4 separate regions of the Rattus norvegicus genome follow, and all the other regions are linked to region 1. A link is a contact called in public Hi-C data. All regions are on one chromosome and are shown on one strand. Each heading gives the region's core, a stretch centred on a gene start, on an enhancer-like site or on the middle of the called end of the contact. The rest is flanking DNA. Distances are from core to core; before and after follow the strand shown. Region 1 holds the start of Cbll1 (Cbl proto-oncogene like 1). Region 2 holds the start of Dus4l (dihydrouridine synthase 4-like). Region 3 has its middle 15 kb from the start of Dld. Region 4 holds the start of Bcap29 (B-cell receptor-associated protein 29).

Region 1 (4,688 bases), core at 1,629-4,128:
AACTAACTCCTCTCAAAATCTTTCATAGATGATTAGATGAATGGCTACAACCTTGAATTATAATAAAGCCAACTTGATCAATCTTCAAGACTCCACTAAAATGGAATGTCTTTCATGTATTTCAGCAGTCTCCACTGCATTTGCTCACCCATATAGAAATACCTACATAGATCTATACAGATCTATGACAGATACTTTTTTCCCCTTGCACAAAATGTATTCTCAACTTTCCAAAGAACTGAAATAGCCAACATGATGCTCTTCAGGTATCACAAGGATTCTTAGTGTGTTACTTCTGTGAATGAAAACAACACACTTTACCTGCCCAGCCTTTGAACCAGCCCACATAACACAGTTCTCCATTATTTAAACAGTAGCCTGGCCCTTTCACGAGCCTGTTTCTAAAGCTACTGTTTGTCTCACAGATTTAAGTGACAAAAATCTGAAGTTTGTGTGGGGACACCCATACATAGAAACAAAACAACAAAACACAAAGCATGTAATAATTATCTGGATAAGGGATAACAAGAATAGTTTAAAGCAAATATACCTTTATTATATAGTTTTAAAAACAACACATTTAATATTTTATCTTGAATAAAAGGAGCCAAGGAACTGAAGGCAGGTATGCAGCTCACTGATAGAACCTGTCTAAGGTACTGAAGGAAGGTTCTGGGTTCAGGTCGGTCCCCAGCGTCCATCTCTCCAAAAAGCATGAAGCAGTCTTTTACAAAAATTGGGCTACTTTTACCTAAGCACTGATTATCTCTGACAATGACCAAAGAATGAATCAAGTGTTTGCAGGATCTTTATTGGCCTGGGTGCCTCTGAGATGTAGGATCATGGGGACAGAGCTGGCCTGAAGAGCTGCAGGGACATCACCTTTTTTGCTGCTTCTTTCCACCCCAGAGGGCCCTCAGCTCACTGCTAACACTTCTGCAATCCAGAGAAACACTAATGTCTTTGCCATTTAAAAATATTCTGAAAACTTTCTGGCAAAATTCTACTCCAATACTTCCATTTAAAAGACCTCTTGATCCTTTGACATTAAAATCATTATTTTGAGATGTCTACTCAGTCAGAAAACTGTCAACTAACTAGCTGCCATTTCTTGATTTAGTCTTTGACTTAATTTGATTTTTTTTCTTCTCAAAATGTGCAGCAATTGAAACTGAAGCACTAGGAGACTGTGTTGTAACTGATTTAAAATCTAGAAAAGCTACCATTAAACAGAAAGGAGAGCTGTCTGGAAACTTTTTTTTTAACCTAGCTAGCTCAGTAGTGATTGTTTTCGTGTTAGAATGACTGTTCTTATCTCTCCAGGCAACCTTTGGCTAATAACTTAGAAACTAGGATAATTCTTTTACACAGTTCTAGCGGGATCTCATTTCTCTCACATACTTCCATAAACCCATGAGCAGCTGCTGGATCGCCACCAAAATATTTGTGGCAATTGCCTACTCTCTCAGTCCTGCTCCTACTTCCCCTACAGCGTTGCTGGGGACCTGCTAGGTAAGTTGCTCTACCACTGAGTTTTGCTTTAACTGGGTCTCCCTCTACGGTAATGCAACCACCACATAGATTATTTATTTACCCCCGTTCTTCCTCTCCACCATTCTATATAGAAGAATAGGAATTATTTTTTAAAATATTATACTCCCTTTTGTTCAGCTGCTTTGTAGCCGCTCAAACTCTTTATCGTGATTTTCAAAGTCTTGAAAAAGGTAACTTGTATTTTCCTTCTCAACTTAGGACTAACTAAGCTACGGACATTTGGTCTTCTCTATATCTTCCTACCATTCCAAAGTGGGGGGGGGGGGCCCTTTTCCTGGTACTCTCTGAAATTTCTTACTCCATAAGCACCTGTTTCTTAAAGTACTCACCACAATCTATAAGGAGCTTTTAAAAAAGAAACCAACCTGTCTGCCTCCTTTGACAGAATGCAAACTCGAAGACAAGGACGTAGTCCTATTGTTTACTATCCCATCATTCTATCTCCAAGCCTACAAGTATCTGCATGCAATTACATAACTAAGTGGTGTTTGAAGACTGCGCGCATCTCAGTCAATTCCTAAAGAAAAAGCCTTTCCTCCTGCTTGGCGATATAACTGTCTGAAGCACTCAAAGCCAAGCGCTAAAACTAAAACCAAGAAAACGAAGCCAGCAGAAACGAGGTTTGAAGCTACTCGCAATATAAGATGAAAATATCTTGATCTTAAAAATTCTGTATATATCCCCAAAAGATGCGAAAGAACCACGGCCGAAGGGCGGGGCATGCTTTGAGTTCAGGTAGAAAAAAGATGCTCCACTTATAAGTTCGAAAACTATATCCGCCTTTATTCTCTAACTACCAGTCCGCGAAAAGCCAACAAGACAATAACCACAGGAGATGACCACTACAGCAGCCGCCCGAAGCTGAGAAGCAGCAGGAAGTCTCCAACCCACTCTCGCCCACAGTCCGGACGCTTCTCCAATTCCGAGAGTGGAAAACACCCGCCTATTTCCCCAGCACAAAGTGCAAAGCAACCGGAATGAGAAAAACAAAAACAAAAACACAACAAAACTGGGGCCGTCCCTTTCCAAGAAGCCTGCGCTGCGAAGGGTTCCGAAACGAGCTCAGCGGCACCAAAGAAGCGGTGCTGCCGGTCTCGAGGATGGAGGCACCGCTCCGAGGGTAGGCCGGGAAGCAGCAGGCCCAGTCCGGGACCGGGCCTGAGCTTGCTTCCTCTCCGCCACGTCCCGGCGCACTGGGGCGAGCGTAGCCTCTTGTGCCTGCTGGGCGACCAGTCCCACACGAGCCACGGGGGCAAGAAACTAGGACCCCCGCTGCCTCCGCCTCCTTACCAGTGTGATCCATGATTCGGCTCGCAGGGTACAGTGGGAGCGGAAGTGAGTCGCTCCGGAGTCGCAGCAAGCGCGTGCGCCCTACCTTCCGGAGCGCAGAGGCGGAAGTGCGCTGGGACTGCTCTCACTGGCTTCCCTTCCTAACCGCACCATCCGACTTTGGTGAGGGAGTCACACATAGGCAGGACTGAGGCAGGAAGAGAGGGGACACGAGGGCTCTGGTGCCGAGACTTCTAATTCTCCCCAGAGGCTGCCCTCAGCTGTAGGAAGGATATCTATTGCAGTGGGAGAGCAATAGGAACCAGAGGGAAGCGAGGCAGGCAGGTAAGCCGCCGCCCACCCCCTGCGGCGCGAGGCCTTCTGGGATTTGTAGTCCACCCAGAGTGCAGTCTCAGCCGTTAGGCTGGTCCCACCCCACCGGGCGGAGTAACGGTTTGGAATGCCCCCCGGATCCGCCGCTGGGTATAGAGAAGTGTAAACACGCGCGCTCCGTTCTTGCCCGAGGGAAGCTGAGTTAGGTGCTGGGAGGGAGGAAAGGTTCTTATTGCCTAATCAGGCTTTGTCCTGATGAGCCCCAACGCCCACTCGACACGCGCGTTCGCCCTGGCTCTTACCGTAGTTTCTCAAACTGAAATGCGTGTATAATGCTGACTAGCCCCTCGCTCTAGAGAACACCAGGCGCCTCTAATCCCTGCAAAAGCTGTAGGGAGTTCCAGGTTGTCCCGGTCCATCGAGGATGCAAGGCAGTTGTGTGCAGAGAAGGTGAAGGAGGGAGGATAGGAACCGATGGAGTCGGAGGGAAAGCGTTAGGGCTTGGGCAGAGGGAAGAAATGAGAAAGGGCAGGCCCCGACTGAGGAAAAGAGAGTTACCAAAACAGGCGGTACCTAGTTCCAGTTCTTGGTCCCTGGGGTCTGTGGTTGCTGCTTTCATCTTGCTCAGCCAAAACAAAAGCAAGTGTCAACGGCGATTGGTGAGGACCTTCAGAGCACCCCCCACCTAGATTTGGCTCATAATAGGTCTTCTCCCCTCTCCAGCCCTTCACACTTGAAGCTCTCAGATGAGTAGAAAGGAGCACAATTAGTGGAAAACATCAGCCTAGGAGTCAAGGGATTTGGGCTCTATGGTCGTCCCTTGGTGACGACATTGTTACCTTGGGTTGTTCACGCTTTCAGTGCCAGAGTTCCTAGATCAATAAAACATTATTATATTGGCCTCTTTTAAAAAAATGTTTTCACAGTACTCAATTCTGAATAAAGTATGTGTAGCAATGTGTTCTGTGCGTTGCACAGTAACAACTGTGACTAACGCTGCAGTGATCATAGTTTAACATGTTATTTAGTGATTGTCTTCATTGTGGTCTTTTCAAAGACTCCCACTCATTGCGCCTTTACAAACAAGGTTGTAGGTACACTCAAGAACATTTTTAAGTCGATGTCCTTTTGGTTTTGTCCTTGTTAAAATGTAAATTTCTGTACTACTGGGTGTTTTTCACAATTTTTCAGTTGCTAGGATTATGGCAGGGGGTAGGTACTGAAGCTTAACCTTTCTCTGATAAATCTCTAAATATAGTGCTGACACGCTGGGGTATTTAACAACTGTCTGATAAAAAAGAAACTGGGACAAATGGCTAACTGTGGTATCTATTAGCATGCCATCGAATGGTGCTAGCCTCCAGGAGGCTTTCTCAATATCACAATATCACAAATACCTGTGGTTCTTTTCAGCCCCGTGGACCCCACTGTCTCCCCTAAACTTCAGCTTGTGGGCTTCCCTCCCCCTAGCTTCTCTCCCCTCCCCTCCCCTCTCTCATTCTCATTTTCCTCTCTTGCCCCTATTTCCTCTC
Region 2 (4,688 bases), core at 1,257-3,756, 160 kb after region 1:
TGTGTATGTAAGTTGGTTTCAAAACTGAAAAAGGCAGTTTGCAAAGAGAATTATGTACTTCACTGTTGGGAATCCCCATTATCGGGCCGATCACATAGCTCTGTTGTACGGTAGGATGCTCGCTGCATGTGGCAGACCCTGGGTTTAATTTTCAGGATTGGAAAAAAACTATTATTGTAATTTCATCTTTCATGAGCTTGTGAACGCAGAAATAATTCTAGCTTCTTTCCCTTTCTTGCCAATTTCTGCCTCTACTTACAGGATCAAGAGATGTGAAAGATTGCATGGGGTAGTTTTTGAGAAGATATAGAAGACCACTAGGTTTTCCTCTAGTGTGTGTCATGTTATGGTTTGGTTGTTACTGTTTTGCTTATTTTTTGAGACAGGATCTTGCTATATCCACAGGCTAGCTCACATAGTTGCAAAGCTAGCCTTTGTGGTGCTGGGATTACACCAGCATGGAGGCGTGCCTCCGTGACCAACTTCCTATTAGTTTTTAATTTCATGCATTTTACTTTCATGATAAAGCAAGGAATCTGACTTGAATTACTTCCCGTACAATACTTTGTATGATGGACAATCTGAAAAATTCCATTTGGGAAAGTTAGGTGGCGCTAATAGAAATTTGTATTTCAAAATAAATCCTGGTGTTTTGAGGCTGGAGATATGCCTCAGTCAGTGGTTAAGAGTATGGACTACTCTTGCAGAGGATCTGAGTTCAGTTCCTAGCACCCAGGTTGGGAGGATCATGTCCACTTCTATGCTCAGCCTCAGGGGATCCTATACCTCTGGCCTCTGAGGGAACTTGTACTCACACACATATTCATCTACACACACACACACACACACACACACACACAATTAAAAAAAAGAAATCTTGATACTTTTATTCTAGGTTTTTATGAATCAGAAGGCAGACAAAACTTTATTATTTAAAAAAAATTAAATATATTACCAGTGAAGATGTTCAGTTATTACCAAGTAAAGTGCACTGTAAATAACTTTTATGCCAGAGATCCAAGTGATAAAATTGTTTAATATTCCCCATCTTGTACTTAAAGCTTTTGATTTCATGTTTTTTGTTTTGTTTTTTTATATTCTGTTTTGGCCTTGGTAATCTACAGCCAGATAAAAGCTAACCTTATAAAAGGCTAATTGTTCAAAATTCAGTCTTTAACCTTTGGTAGTAAGCTAAACGAACACAAGGCCAACATACTTAGGGATGCCATGGCTGGCAAGAAATCTTTGGAAGTGTCAACACTGTGCAGAGGAAAAGGGGAGTGTAAGTAAGCTGAGTCAGAGATGATCTATGTCGATAAGGCTGTAAACCGCTAAGAGATTATTACAAAGGAGGGAAGAATCTTAAACATTACAGAAACGTACACATTAGGACGTGGTGAGTGGCAATGGCGTCATTACTGACTTTCTAAAGCATGATTTTTTTTCTTACTCATTCTTGTGGTCAGACTAAACGGCAAAATCTCCTTCAGAATGAAATTTTCTGAATATGCTACAGCTTTCAATCTTGATAGTAAATTAGGATGATCTAGAAGCTTTTAAGAATCAAGATGCTTAAGTCACACCCATGATCACAATAGCTCTCTGGACTTACGGGATGAAGGTAAAGTTCTCCGAAGCACTCAGCACTGGGGCATAATATTTTGGTCAAATGTGCTTCTACACCCAGAATTTCTTTTAGAGTAGAGATAAATTTTTTTTTTTAAACTCGTGCTGGTGTGTACAGTGGGCGTTAAAAACTTTATTGCATATTAATATGTGGACTAAAGTTAATCCTTTTGTGTAAAAAATAAGAACGCTAAGGGAAGAAAATCATCTAATAATTCAGATAATGTTATTTGTCGTGGATGATTATTATAAACAAAGTAGTTTTATAAACTATGAATACTGAAATCTAATGTAATACTAGGCGCGCTGTCTCAGGCAACTGATCCTATTTGCATCGTGACTGAGGTCAAACAAATGATGGAAAATCTTCTGATTAATGCAAAATGCAGTGTAGCTCCAGACTCGCTCATCTAATAGTTACGAATATTTAAGCGTCTTTATTTCTAAGGTACTTAGGGCAGAGCTTAACAACTATTCTTCCCCAGCATATCCCGCCTGCTACCGGGGCTTGCCACTCAAGGCGTGGACAAGGTAAGGCTGAGCAGCCCTTAGCTCCCACGTGCTGGGCGAGGAGGGCCGTGATGCTCCTCTTTCCCACGCCGGAGGCCGGCGTTCTCAGGCCCAATACTTGCGTTGGAGATCGGCGTGGTAGCTACGTCCCGAGCGGAATGGGAGAAGGCCCGGGCGGCAAAATTTCTTTTATTGCACGGAGGGAATGGACCACTTAGATCCCCAAACTCACCCTAGGCTGGCCAGGTGGGGCGGCGCCTTGATTCTGCGTCACTTGGAGGGCGGGGCGATCGCAAGACGTCATCAACCCGGTACTTGCCAACATGGAAGGTGGAGACAGCACAGTCTCGGTGGCAGGCCGTGGGGCTTCGGGTTCCGCAGCAGTGGCGGCGACCGTGCAGGAGCTCTTGCAGGACGGTAAGGCGTCGGACGGTGGCTGGGCCCGGGTCGCTTTGCCTTGCGCAGAGCCTGAGAACCCTACCGGTCGCCTTGCATAAAGTTTTCTGGTCTGGACTTGGCCACTCCCCTCTGCCCGGCCCCCCAGCGTACGGGATTGTCATGTCCACGCGTTTCCCGGGGGATGTGTTCCTCTCTTCCCGTGGGTGTCTTGGAACACCAGGTTTCCAGTTGCTGGGGTTTGCACTAGACCCTGATGCGCCCAGAACTTCTTTGTAGTTTCCGGACCCTGCACGACATGGTCGGGGCTGACAGCCGCAGCCGCTGCCCAGTTCCTGACCAAATATTGTACTGTCCATGCCCAGAAGTGTGAACTCACCCTAGGTGACAAACTGCTGCTTAAGGAAAGGAATGGAGAACACAAAAAGTAGAGTTGGAAACACCTGTGTTCAATTCTTGGGCTATGTAGATGCCTCTTACAGTGTATTATCCATACGTGTCGAATATTGAAGTCAGGATTGCTGGTAGCTTGAAGAGAAATTGTCCCAAGTAAGTTAACTATGTTTCTTTCTATAACTACTGTAGTACGCTTGAAAAACAAGTTCAGTTGTTCAGTCTGAGAGGCAGAGCAAAATTCACTTTGCCAAAGGTATTAGGCCTTAACCACTCCAATTTTTTTTCCTAGTGGGAACTAAGTTCTATCATCTATTAAGAGCGTTTATATTTATCACCTTAATTGTTTCCGAGGCATTGCATCCCCTCCAACACCCCCTCTTTTTGAGACAGGGTCTCTCTACTTAGCCCTCACTGTTTTGGAACTTGATCAGTCTAGCCTCGAACTCACAGAGATACACCCACCTCTGTCTACCAACTGCTGGGATCAAAGGCATAGGCTACCAAGCCAGGCATAAAAACCTCTTTTTATATTCCAGAGTTAAAACCAGTATTCTGCATACAGTAGGTACAGATTTTTTTTTTTAAATTGCCACCTAAGAGTGGCTTATAAAGGATCAAACTAAAATTTAAATTATGGTGTTTTCCCTGACTGTTGAAATTTTTTTATTGCCTTTATCATTTATCTTTTCATGAGATACATCTTTTCAAGACGAATGATGTTTTCAGAACTAGGTTGTGGTGGATTCAAAGTTTCGGCCTGATGCACCTTATCTTTAATTTAATTATCTTAAATTTTAATTAAAATTAAAATTTAGCCAAGTTTATAAATCCTGAAGTGTGTGTGTGTGTGTGTGTGTGTGTGTGTGTGTGTGTTTTAATAGCTCTCCAGCCTTTGAGCTTAAAGTGAACTTAAAACCATGCTTCCTTTTTTCCCTTCTACGGTTTCAAATACAATAAATAAAGTCTCTGCAATTTGATACAATTAAATAAAGTCTTTTGTCTTAAAGACATCCCATTCCTTTGTGCGCTGGAGTTTATTCCTGTTTAGATCCTAAACACTCCCATTCTATAACATTAAAGTCACTTTGTAAAGGTCCTCAATGGTTCCTTGGAGGTAAATCAGATGGACACTTTTGGTTCTTACCCTATTTAAACTTGTAAAAAGGCTTGGCTCTTTTCCTGAAGTAATTTGTCATATGATATAAGGGTCCCACACTGTTTGTTTGTTTTTCAAGACAGGGTATCTCTACGTAGCTCTGGCTGTCCAGGAACTTAATCTGTAGACTAGGCTGGTCTAGAACTCAGAGATTTACCTGCCTCTGCCTCCCTAGTGCTGGGATTCAAGACCTGCACCACTACTGCTCGCTTGCTTGCTTATTTATTTATTTATTTATTTATTTATTTAAATTCCTAAATCTGTAGGTGTCCTTCAGTTTCCCCAAATGTACCTGAAAATATGAACATTTTGTTCAGTAACCAGTTCCCTATGTTGAGGATAGGATAGGATTGATAGGCTCAGTGAACAGATGCAGAATTTGAAAATTTGTGAACAGTTTCTGATTTTTCTCTCATAAAAATATCACAAAAGAGAAAAATTATGTGATTTATTCTGGAATATCAACCATTGAACAATCTGATAGTCAATTGTAGCATCTTTGGGAGATTGTAGTTACCACTTCCTTTAAACTTTTATTTCTTTTGATTTAGTCATTCTTTCTGGCTTCTTTTTCTCTTAAGCACTCAGTATTTTCTTTACCCAA
Region 3 (4,688 bases), core at 659-3,158, 150 kb before region 1:
TGGTGATGATGATGATGGTGGTGATGGTGATGATGGTGGTGGTGATGATGATGGTGGTGGTGGTGATGATGGTGGTGGTGATGATGGTGGTGGTGGTGATGATGGTGGTGGTGGTGGTGATGATGGTGGTGGTGATGGTGGTGGTGGTGATGATGATGGTGATGGTGGTGATGATGGTTTCTAAAAGAGAAAAGTTATTATGTTCTTGATATGATGGGGTTTAAAGAGGAACAGAGGAGCATGTTTAGAAGATAACAAGATGGAATTAGATTAAATGGAGGCAATGTGAGAGCTGTAGCTACTGTAGAAACACATCTTCTTGGGGCTATTAAGTGGGTTTTCTAATATAAAACTTCTGAAACGATGGATCATGACTGAAAATGGGGCTTAGGATTGCTGGTGATGCCATTGTGCCCAGGCCTTTATGTGGGAGTCAGGATCCAAAGTCAGTTTCTCATGCTTGCTCAGTAAGTGCCTCACCGAGTGTTCTACTCCACGCAGTCCCCTCGATGTCTATGTCTCTGACTGAATATGTTCCTAATTACTTTCTGTAAGTGCACATAGCCAATTATTTATTTTACTTTTTAAGGCTGTATTCATCATACTTTATGCTATGGATGTTTTGCCTGCATGTGAATTATGTGCACCGTGTCTGTTACACGCCCTGCAACTGGAGTTAGGAATGGTTGTAAGCCATCATATGGTGGGTCTTGGGATTTGAACATGAGTTCTCTGTAAGAGCAATAAGTTCTCTTGGCCTCTGAGCCATCTCTCCTGCCCTGACAATGTTTTTTTAAGTTTATCTTTTTGCTTTGTTTTGTTGGGTTTTTGTTGATGGTGTTTTTTTGATTTGGGGTTTTTTTTCTTTTTTGTTTGTTTTGTTTTGTTTTGTTGTTTTCTGTTTTTAGATGGAGACTCCCTATGTCACCATAGCTGGTCTGGAGCTCACTGTATAGAACAGGCTGGCCTCAGATCTGCAGTGATCTGCTTGCTCCTGTCTTTCAAATGCTGGGGTGACAGGTGTGAGCCGGCTTGCCCTCTTTGTCTTTTAAGTTTGAGTTTGTCTTCTAAGAAGGCAATTATAACCTGCCCTGAACCGATGGAGTTCTAACCCAGGAGTAGCTAACAGAGCAGCATGTAGCAGCCACGGTTTGTACAGTGTGCACAGAGTGCTGTGAAGAATATGCCATTTTGTTGCTTTTTTACTGTTTGGGGATAATTTAAAACATACTTCGAAGAGACAAACTAGCATAATGGTCCCTTGCGTCTCTCCCCCAGTTTCAACAGTGACTAAATTGTGACCAATATTTCTTCATCTTGCCACTATCTGTAGCTGTCCTCCTGTTTTGTTTTGAGGGAAACCCCAGTCATCAGACCTTTTGTGCACAAGCAGTTCAGGATACAACTACAAAGGGGAAGAATTTTGAACCAGAGTTATAAAAAAAGAACACATACTTTAAATTTTACATGTTAGCAAATAATGTGTCATCGTTCAAATTTTAAGATTTGCTTTATAACATTACAATGTCCTTCAAATACACAAAGCAGTGTCTTTACAAACCACCGAGGTGAGATTATCATCTGGCACTTAACGGCTGAAGAAAGTAAGGCTTAGGGTGTAAAAGACTCTGCTCCGTTTGTATGCTTTAGAAGAAGTAGAAAATAGGCAGAAACAGAAACTTGCAGCTACCGCTGACTGACATGAACGGTGGGTTTGAAGGACTGATGTAACTCACAGGAGGGAACCCTGACGGGCATGGGGTTATCCACAATAACCCTATGAAGATTTCCCACGCTCTGTGATGCATCAGAATTCCAAAGAGAAGGTCACTTCAAGAGCCTGTGTAAGAAGGATACCAGAAACACCAAGGGATCCTGAACGCCCTATATGGGTGTGATGTGTATTATGACCAGCAGAGGGCAGCAGTGTAGCAGTAACAGCAGGCTCTGTAGAGCCCTGGCTCCACCAGGACGGATCTGGCCTTCACTCCTGACAGCTCAAACCTGTCATCAGGCCTTTCTCCTCTGATCACTCCAAAGGTGAGTGGAAGCACCGAGGTAAAGGGGTCTTGAGGACACTCTTTCTCAAAGTATGTCTCATATCCTCAGACTGCGGTTTGAAAGCTCAGTTAAGATGATAGGTTTGGGGTGTCTCGGTGTGAGTAATGTAAAATGTCTCAGAAATGTCGATTACATGTTAAAATAATAATATCGTATTTAATTAGTTAAAAATCTCCCTCCTTCCCAACACGCATGCACACATCTTGCTGTGTAGCCTTCATTGGCTTTGAATTCATAATCCTCCTGCCTCAGCCTCCCAAATGCTGTGTAGTGATTACACGTGTGAAAACACACCCAAGACCCCTGTACCTTTTTTATTAAAAAAAATGGCAGTTAGAATAATTTAAATTCATATATGTGGCTTTTATCTGTCAGTTCATCTGTGGCTATCACTTTATCTGAGTTGGACATCTCTGCTCTGAAAACTATGGGTGAGACAGGCTGACTCCATGACAGGCTTCAAATTGGCAGTTCAGGAGACTAGGCCTACATCTCAAGTTCCCAAGAAATGGGCAAATCCGGGCAAGTCCAGGCCGTGCCCCGCTGGCCTGAGGCAAGGCCAATGGGTCAGCAGCAGTTTCCATACTTCCTCAGCAACAATTTCCCACCGCCCACACCCCAACAATGGTTCTGGAAAATCTCTAGAGATGGAGCCAAATTAAGATGGGAGTCACCTACCCATCCCTGGAATTCCCCTAACGTGTTTGAAATCAGGACAACGAGCTCATTGGGGCACTTCCATTATGGTAATGGTAGACTTCAGCATGCTGGACTGCTGCGGAATAAAGCACTTTGCTTTCGCATACTATTTGTGTCCAGGGTATCATTCTTACACCAGTAGAGCTTGTTACTTGTTACTCAAGCATGGCCACACTCAGTAGTTCACAGACTTAAAACACAGGGAGAAGGAGAAGGAGAAGGAGAAGGAGAAGGAGAAGGAGAAGGAGAAGGAGAAGGAGAAGGAGAAGGAGGAGGAGGAGAAGGAGAAGGAGAAGGAGAAGGAGAGAGAAGGAGGAGAAGGAGAAGGAGAGAGAAGGAGAAGGAGAAGGAGAAGGAGAAGGAGAAGGAGAAGGAGAAGGAGAAGGAGAAGGAGAAGGAGAAGGAGAAGGAGAAGGAGAAGGAGAAGGAGAGAGAAGGAGAAGGAGAAGGAGAAGGAGAAGGAGAGAGAAGGAGGAGAAGGAGAAGGAGAGAGAAGGAGAAGGAAAAGGAGAAGGAGAAGGAGAAGGAGAAGGAGAAGGAGAAGGAGGAGGAGGAGGAGAAGGAGAAGGAGAAGGAGAAGGAGAAGGAGAAGGAGAAGGAGAAGGAGAGAGAAGGAGGAGAAGGAGAAGGAGAAGGAGAAGGAGAGAGAAGGAGGAGAAGGAGAAGGAGAGAGAAGGAGAAGGAGAAGGAGAAGGAGAAGGAGAGAGAAGGAGAAGGAGAGAGAAGGAGAAGGAGAAGGAGAAGGAGAAGGAGAAGGAGAGAGAAGGAGAAGGAGAAGGAGAAGGAGAAGGAGAGAGAAGGAGAAGGAGGAGGAGGAGGAGGAGGAGGAGAAGGAGAAGAAGAAGAAGAAGAAGAGGAAGAGGAAGAGGAAGAAGAAGAAGAAGAAGACATGTTTATTCTCTTTAGATTTGCATAAATGAGAGACATTGCACTGTTTTGCTCCAAGCACATCATTAGAATAGGTTAAATTAAAAGGAATTTAGAGCAAATCCAAAGAAAGATATGGCATCGTGATAATTCAGAGTCCTAAAGGAAGCCATGCTTGTGTTTCGTTCTATCTCTGCACTATTCAATTCTAACTAGCTAACACATCGTTTTGCATAAAAGATGGGAGGGGGTGGGAACTCTGTCAACGGCAACAGAAAGTTCCCTAACTAGTACACCTTGGCATTAATGGAGTGGCAAACAAATAGTTAAAAACAAAGGTAGTGCTCTGTACCCAAATTCTGTGAGGGAGAGAGCTGGACTCTCAGAAATGTGGGAAAATCCTGAGAGCTCAGGGGAGACCACCTCTTCTGCTCACATTCCTGGCCCAAGAGGAACCGGCCTAGAGCCCTCTGGACACAGGCACCTAGGAGCAGTCAGGGACAGGATCCTTCCAGTCTCTGCCTGCCCCCAGAGCTGAAAGTCAGTCTCCAGGAGCGCTGACACACCTGAGAGCAGAGGTAAGACCACCACTTCTGCTACAAGGGACCCTCCTGGAGCCCTCAGGACACATGAACCTAGGAGTAGTCTGGGACAAGACCCTTCTGGTTTCTGCCTATGCCCAGAGATGACCCTGTGCCACAACTCTCTGTACCCAGATCCCACTGAGAGAAAGCCAGTCTCCAGGAGTGCTGACACACAGGCTTACAGGAAGGTCAAGCCACTGTCAGAGACAGCAAGACCAGCTAACACCAGAGACAACCAGATGACGAGAGGCAAGCACAGGAACCCAAGCAACAGAAACCAAGAGTACTTGGCATCATCAGTGCCCAATTCTCCCGCCAAAGCAAATACTGGATATCCAAACACACCAGAAAAGCAAGATTTGGATTTAAAAATCACATCTCATGATAATGATAGAGGACTTTAAGAAGGACATAAATAATTCCCTTAAAGAAATACAGGACACCCGCGGATCCCGGCCCGCAGCAGCTCTCTGCTCC
Region 4 (4,688 bases), core at 1,614-4,113, 140 kb after region 1:
AAAGCTACTTCTTTTTTCCCAGTTAGAGAACTGTCTCAGAAATAATGGAAGTCTTTTGATCTAACACTTAGGAACACCTAATTCTCTAATTATTTATTAGACACAGTGTCTTGCTGTGTAGCCTCTGCTGGCACGGAACTTGTCAAAGCTGGCTTTGAAGTTGCAGTCCTCTTGCTTTAGCCTGCTAAGTGCTGCAGGTATAAGCATGCATCAACATTTTGGCTTCTGCAAGTATATTTTTATATGGTGTGCTTCTATCATTTACACTCACTAAAATAATTTTGTTCTTTAAGCAAAAACGAATCTAAAATGACTGAGATATGGCATGTATGCAAAGTGAAAAAACCAAACTCCGTATATATCTTGATAAACATTCATGTGTGTAAATACTCATATAATTTATCCATTACCTAGGTCAAGGTCAGAACGGAGGAAATGAGATGAGCAAACAGTCTAGACAGACGGAGCAGCATAAGCAAAGCCACAGACACAAGAAATGATACAAGTTACGAGTGGCTAATCCCTCCATCCTCTAACTGGAAAGCTGTCAAACAGTCAACCGAAGTATTTAAATTCGTAATACATTGGGTCAAAGGGAGGTGTCAAGGTAATTCACATGTGAACATACTTCACAAACACAACTGAAAATTTTTACCTTAAGATAGGGCAAATTATTAATACAAGTTGAAAGGAACTATCGACAATAACTTCAAGTTGAAGGGGAGAAGCCAGACGCAGGTGAATCGGTTCTTTGCCTTGATGACCAAATCCAAAGCAATTTTATAGGCTCTATTTAAATTTAACATTATAAACATTTTTTTAAAAAAAGAATGTAAGCGGCAATAGCTTGATGTAGGTCCAAATGCAAATTTGTTTATGTCTTCAAGAGTCAACAAAAGAGGGAATCTAACAAGTTTCTAAAAAGGCCCTCTTGGGAGTTTGCAGTAGACTGAATTTAAGAGACAATAATAGCTAATATGTATTGAGTTGATATATTATTGGTGGTGCACTACCTCATCTAATTACCACAACACCATATGAAGTCCACACTACTATTACCAGGAAAACTGGAAAACTGACCAGAGAAGGTATGTAATTTCTCAAGGTCATATAATGACACAAAGTCAAATGAAAACTGTTATTCTGAGCATTATGTACCTCCAACCACTTCACTACAGGAGAAAAGACCAGATAGACTAAAGGAAGACTCTGAAGAGAGCATACACACTGTGGATAAACACATGGAGGGGCACAGGTGATTCCTGTGCATAGGTACCACATGTTCTTACATGAGAATACTCATATATCATATGTTCCTATCCACACTTCCATAGCTACTAGATCAGGGTGGGTACAAAACTGTAAACAGCAAGAAGAAAAAGACTGGTCTATAAATTCTTCTGATGACTTTTTTCCCCTCTAAGTCTCTAAGCCTTATTTAAAAATCTGTTGTGCATGAAAAATGACTTTTTGAATATGTAAGACTCTCTCACAAGATACCAAAGGCAAAACATGTCTGCTTTTGAAATCTGAGGTAGAAAGAACAGGGACAGCATTGTCTGATTGCAAGTTCAGGATCTTATCTGGAGTCTGACACAGACCAGTTAGGTGACTTAGGTTATGAAACATAACCTTTCTGGCCTTAAGCATGTGATCTATAGAACCCATGGGTTGGTGGAAATAACTTGGTACACCCCTTCCTACAGTATGATTTACTACTTCTTGTCAGGAAGGAGAAGGCGCTGGTATGGAGACAAGGATAGAGAAGAGCTGAAATCCAAGCAGATGAGGAGTTTTAAGGTTTTGAAAGACGGCTTGGACCCCGAGGCCGTCAATTCTATTGTCCCAAGTTAACATTTGTGCATCCACACGTTTTTCTCTGCTCAAATTCAGGGCAATTTGTGGAGGAGGGTAAGGGGGAGGGAAAGGTAGGAAGGGGAGAGGGAGGGAGGGAAGGAAGAAGGGAGGGAGGGAGGGAGGGAGGGAGAGAGAGAGAGAGAGAGAGAGAGAGAGAGAGAGAGAGAGAGAGAGAGAGAGAAAGGTACACCATGAAGACAGATGTCCAAGGCACAGCCACGGCTTTATTGTACCTGTACTCAAGACCAAAAAGACTGAGTTATTTTAAAAAAGGAGGTGAAAAAAATCTGTTTGTACACATAATCAAGCTTTTTAATAGTTACCAGATAGCAAATTTGATTTTCATTTTTAAATGACTACCTTTTATATAATTGGCTCTCAAACTTTTATTTAATTATCCATTTACTATATGTATGTATCGTGTATTTATGTGCGCGCATGTATGTTTCTGTGAGACCCGGGGTGGAAGTGTGTGCAGGTTAGAAAACAACTTTGTGGTTTCCGGGTATCGAACTGAAATTCTCTCCCTTGGCTGCCACGGCTCTATTGAGCCACCCAACAGGCCCTCTCAAAACTTTCTAACTTTATGAAAAGCATCACATGCCTCAGCCTGAAGAAGTTTATCAAACATTTGGTAACGTTAAGGATCTGAAGGTTTCCTACCTCTGAGGAGAAATAAAGGGCAAACAGAAGATTAAAATGAGTCCTATTTCGGCATAAAGAAAGCTGGCAACCGCCGCCCATTGGATTGTCATGGTTTGTTTTCTTCACACCTATACAGAGAAAGATTTCAATTTCAGAAAAACATGGGTGAACGGACAGACACGCGGCGCGGGCCCCGGAGGAAGTCCATCTAACCCCGGGTGACGAGGCTGTGTGCCGGACGGCCCCGCAGGCTCTCCCCCGGCCCCATGGCGGCCCCGGGCGGTCCGACGCCGCGGCCGGAGCCTCCAAACACGTTCATCAGCGGAGCCGCCCTCCGCTAGTCAGGCTTACCCGCCGCCGATCGCTCCGCGTGCCCCGCCGCCCGCCTGCGCGCGCACGTCACACGCCGCTGGGAGCGCGCCAAGCCCGGCTGAGGTCACACTGGCGCGACCGCGCTTTCCACGGCCGTTGTTTCCTGGTGCGCGGCGTGAGGTGACTGAGGCTCCTTCACGCGGGCTCGGTACCCGCGAAGGGTGCGGCTGATCCCAGATGATGGAAGCCAGTTGTTTGGCTGGGGTCAGATCCGGCCAGGTGCTCTATGGTGGCAACTTGCCTCCCTGCCCTGAATTAACCTAAATTTAAGCTAAGGCCCAGGCCTTGGGGTTTGTGGAGCATTTTGTTCTTGAGACAGAATGTGTTTTGCGTGCTGTTTTCCTTGTCCATCGGTAGGACCAGGCAGCTTCAGGGAGCTAGCTGTTTGGGAACTGCATGGGTATACTCGTTTATCTAACCATATTCTGTTAGATAACTAGATAGGCCCTAGAAACCAAACCATTGAGGGTGGACTTCCTCAGGGTTAACTTTGCATTCTACCTCCGGTTTCCATGGTGACACTAGAAAGAAAAACCTAACAACTGGCCCTCCTTAGGTTTTCTGGCCAATTCCTGGAATAGTCCTGCTCTATGTGGAGACCTGACATCTTGATCTGCTCCAAAGATACTATTGTCTCCTCCCTTAAGCTGGCCAGGAGTCCGCTACCCAGGAAATCTGATTCACTTGGAGACATGTTGAAGAGGTGGGAGGAATGATTATTCCATTAATAAGAAAAGAAGCAGCACTTACACATCCCAAGATGGCGGTCCTTGAAGGAGCCTCCTTATGCTGTGTGGCAGTAGTAAGCTTGCTTGGTTTTCTGTGTTGTAATTCAGAAAAGTCTAACACCTGCCTTTGTTTGTTTTTCTTTAGTGGATGGCCAAAAGCCTAAGCTAGATTTTTGTTGATACTGGGCTTTCTCATTCTCTGAATGCCTGTCCCCTCCCGGAACTGCTGGTAGACCTCCATTTCTGAACAAGGCAGTGTTATTGGACCCTTTATGCCTAAAGGTGTAACTTTTGTCTCTTCCGGTTCTCCATCCCCTTGGATACCGTGTTTGTTTTTTACTGCAAATTAATAAGATTGTCCTTTAAAAAAGCCTTGGCACTCTTTTATTAACAAGACTAAGAATCTAAAAGGGAGCTCTAAATACCTCCAGGTTTTCAACATATGTGAATACACTTATTTTATTTATATATATATCTTTGCAAATCTCAGAAATGTAACAAAGTAGAGCAGAATAGATAGAAAAAACTAAAGTGACTTAGGAAAGCAAAGAAGCCTTTAGGAGTCCAGTAGACGTCTCATGCCCACTGAAAGCCAAGAATTCAGCAAAGTTAGCAAAATTTGCTGTAATAATTGCCTTCATGATATTAATTAGAAAAATTTTAAATTTTCATAAAATGACAGTGAACCATGCTTAAAGCCTGTCTATATATGAGTACTGGCCTTTCCCCTTTATAAGCTATAACCTTTTTTTCTCCCAGGACTTCCAAGTTTATGGTGGAAGACCTGACCTACATTCTTACGCAACCTTGGTTTTGCTTGTACCTTACCCTCCAATGCACTTTACAACCACTGTGCTCTCATTTACTGAAAAGTAATTTCAGAAGGCTTGAAATAGTCTGAAAAGCGGTTGCAGCTGTTGCTAAGACCTTTGAGCAGCCCATGCTCACTTGGGTTTGTGTTGTCTTTTTGCTAAGTGTCTGTTATACATGTCTATGCTTAAATCTGTAAGATCTTTAAAACAGGTTTTGCAGTTTACATGCATGTGTATATGGTGGTGGAGGGCAAAGGTGGATGTCAAATGTCTT

What was found. A called contact is a pair of places that touch in the nucleus more often than the background predicts.
Region 2: a Hi-C map of liver shows a contact between it and region 1, with 2.7 times the contacts expected there. The contact joins the promoter of Dus4l here to the promoter of Cbll1 in region 1. A contact is called at or near these places in 3 of 12 Hi-C or Micro-C datasets (frontal cortex, hepatocytes and liver).
Region 3: a contact with region 1 is called in a Hi-C map of the A7r5 cell line, with 3 times the contacts expected there. The contact joins the enhancer-like site here to the promoter of Cbll1 in region 1. A contact is called at or near these places in 8 of 12 Hi-C or Micro-C datasets (the A7r5 cell line, hepatocytes, kidney and 3 more) and 1 of 1 datasets of contacts at active chromatin or transcription factors (oligodendrocytes).
Region 4: a Hi-C map of Schwann cells shows a contact between it and region 1, with 3 times the contacts expected there. The contact joins the promoter of Bcap29 here to the promoter of Cbll1 in region 1. A contact is called at or near these places in 7 of 12 Hi-C or Micro-C datasets (the A7r5 cell line, the Rat2 cell line, Schwann cells and 4 more).

Annotation. Positions count from the first base shown.
Region 1 is chr6:53,809,907-53,814,594 of GRCr8, forward strand. It overlaps Cbll1 (Cbl proto-oncogene like 1), which reads right to left and starts at 2,879. Exons shown (of 6, transcript NM_001399563.1): 1 at 2,845-2,879. The coding sequence starts at 2,857. It overlaps LOC102555378 (a long non-coding RNA gene), which reads left to right and starts at 3,031. Exons shown (of 4, transcript XR_001838366.2): 1 at 3,031-3,168.
Region 2 is chr6:53,967,544-53,972,231 of GRCr8, forward strand. Dus4l (dihydrouridine synthase 4-like) reads right to left here and starts at 2,507. Exons shown (of 7, transcript NM_001135803.2): 1 at 2,369-2,507; 2 at 1-24. The coding sequence starts at 1. It overlaps Cog5 (component of oligomeric golgi complex 5), which reads left to right and starts at 2,439. Exons shown (of 22, transcript NM_001398787.1): 1 at 2,439-2,553. The coding sequence starts at 2,460.
Region 3 is chr6:53,665,058-53,669,745 of GRCr8, forward strand. No RefSeq gene overlaps it. Among named protein-coding and RNA genes, the nearest start is that of Dld, 15 kb to the left of the region's middle. Within about 2 kb of position 1,909, at least 2 of the 93 cell types and tissues checked have an H3K27ac peak or open chromatin away from gene starts, as enhancers often do.
Region 4 is chr6:53,947,333-53,952,020 of GRCr8, forward strand. It overlaps Bcap29 (B-cell receptor-associated protein 29), which reads right to left and starts at 2,864. Exons shown (of 8, transcript NM_001006980.1): 1 at 2,854-2,864; 2 at 2,521-2,630. The coding sequence starts at 2,612. LOC134479362 (a long non-coding RNA gene) reads left to right here and starts at 2,950. Exons shown (of 2, transcript XR_010052588.1): 1 at 2,950-3,093; 2 at 3,748-4,688.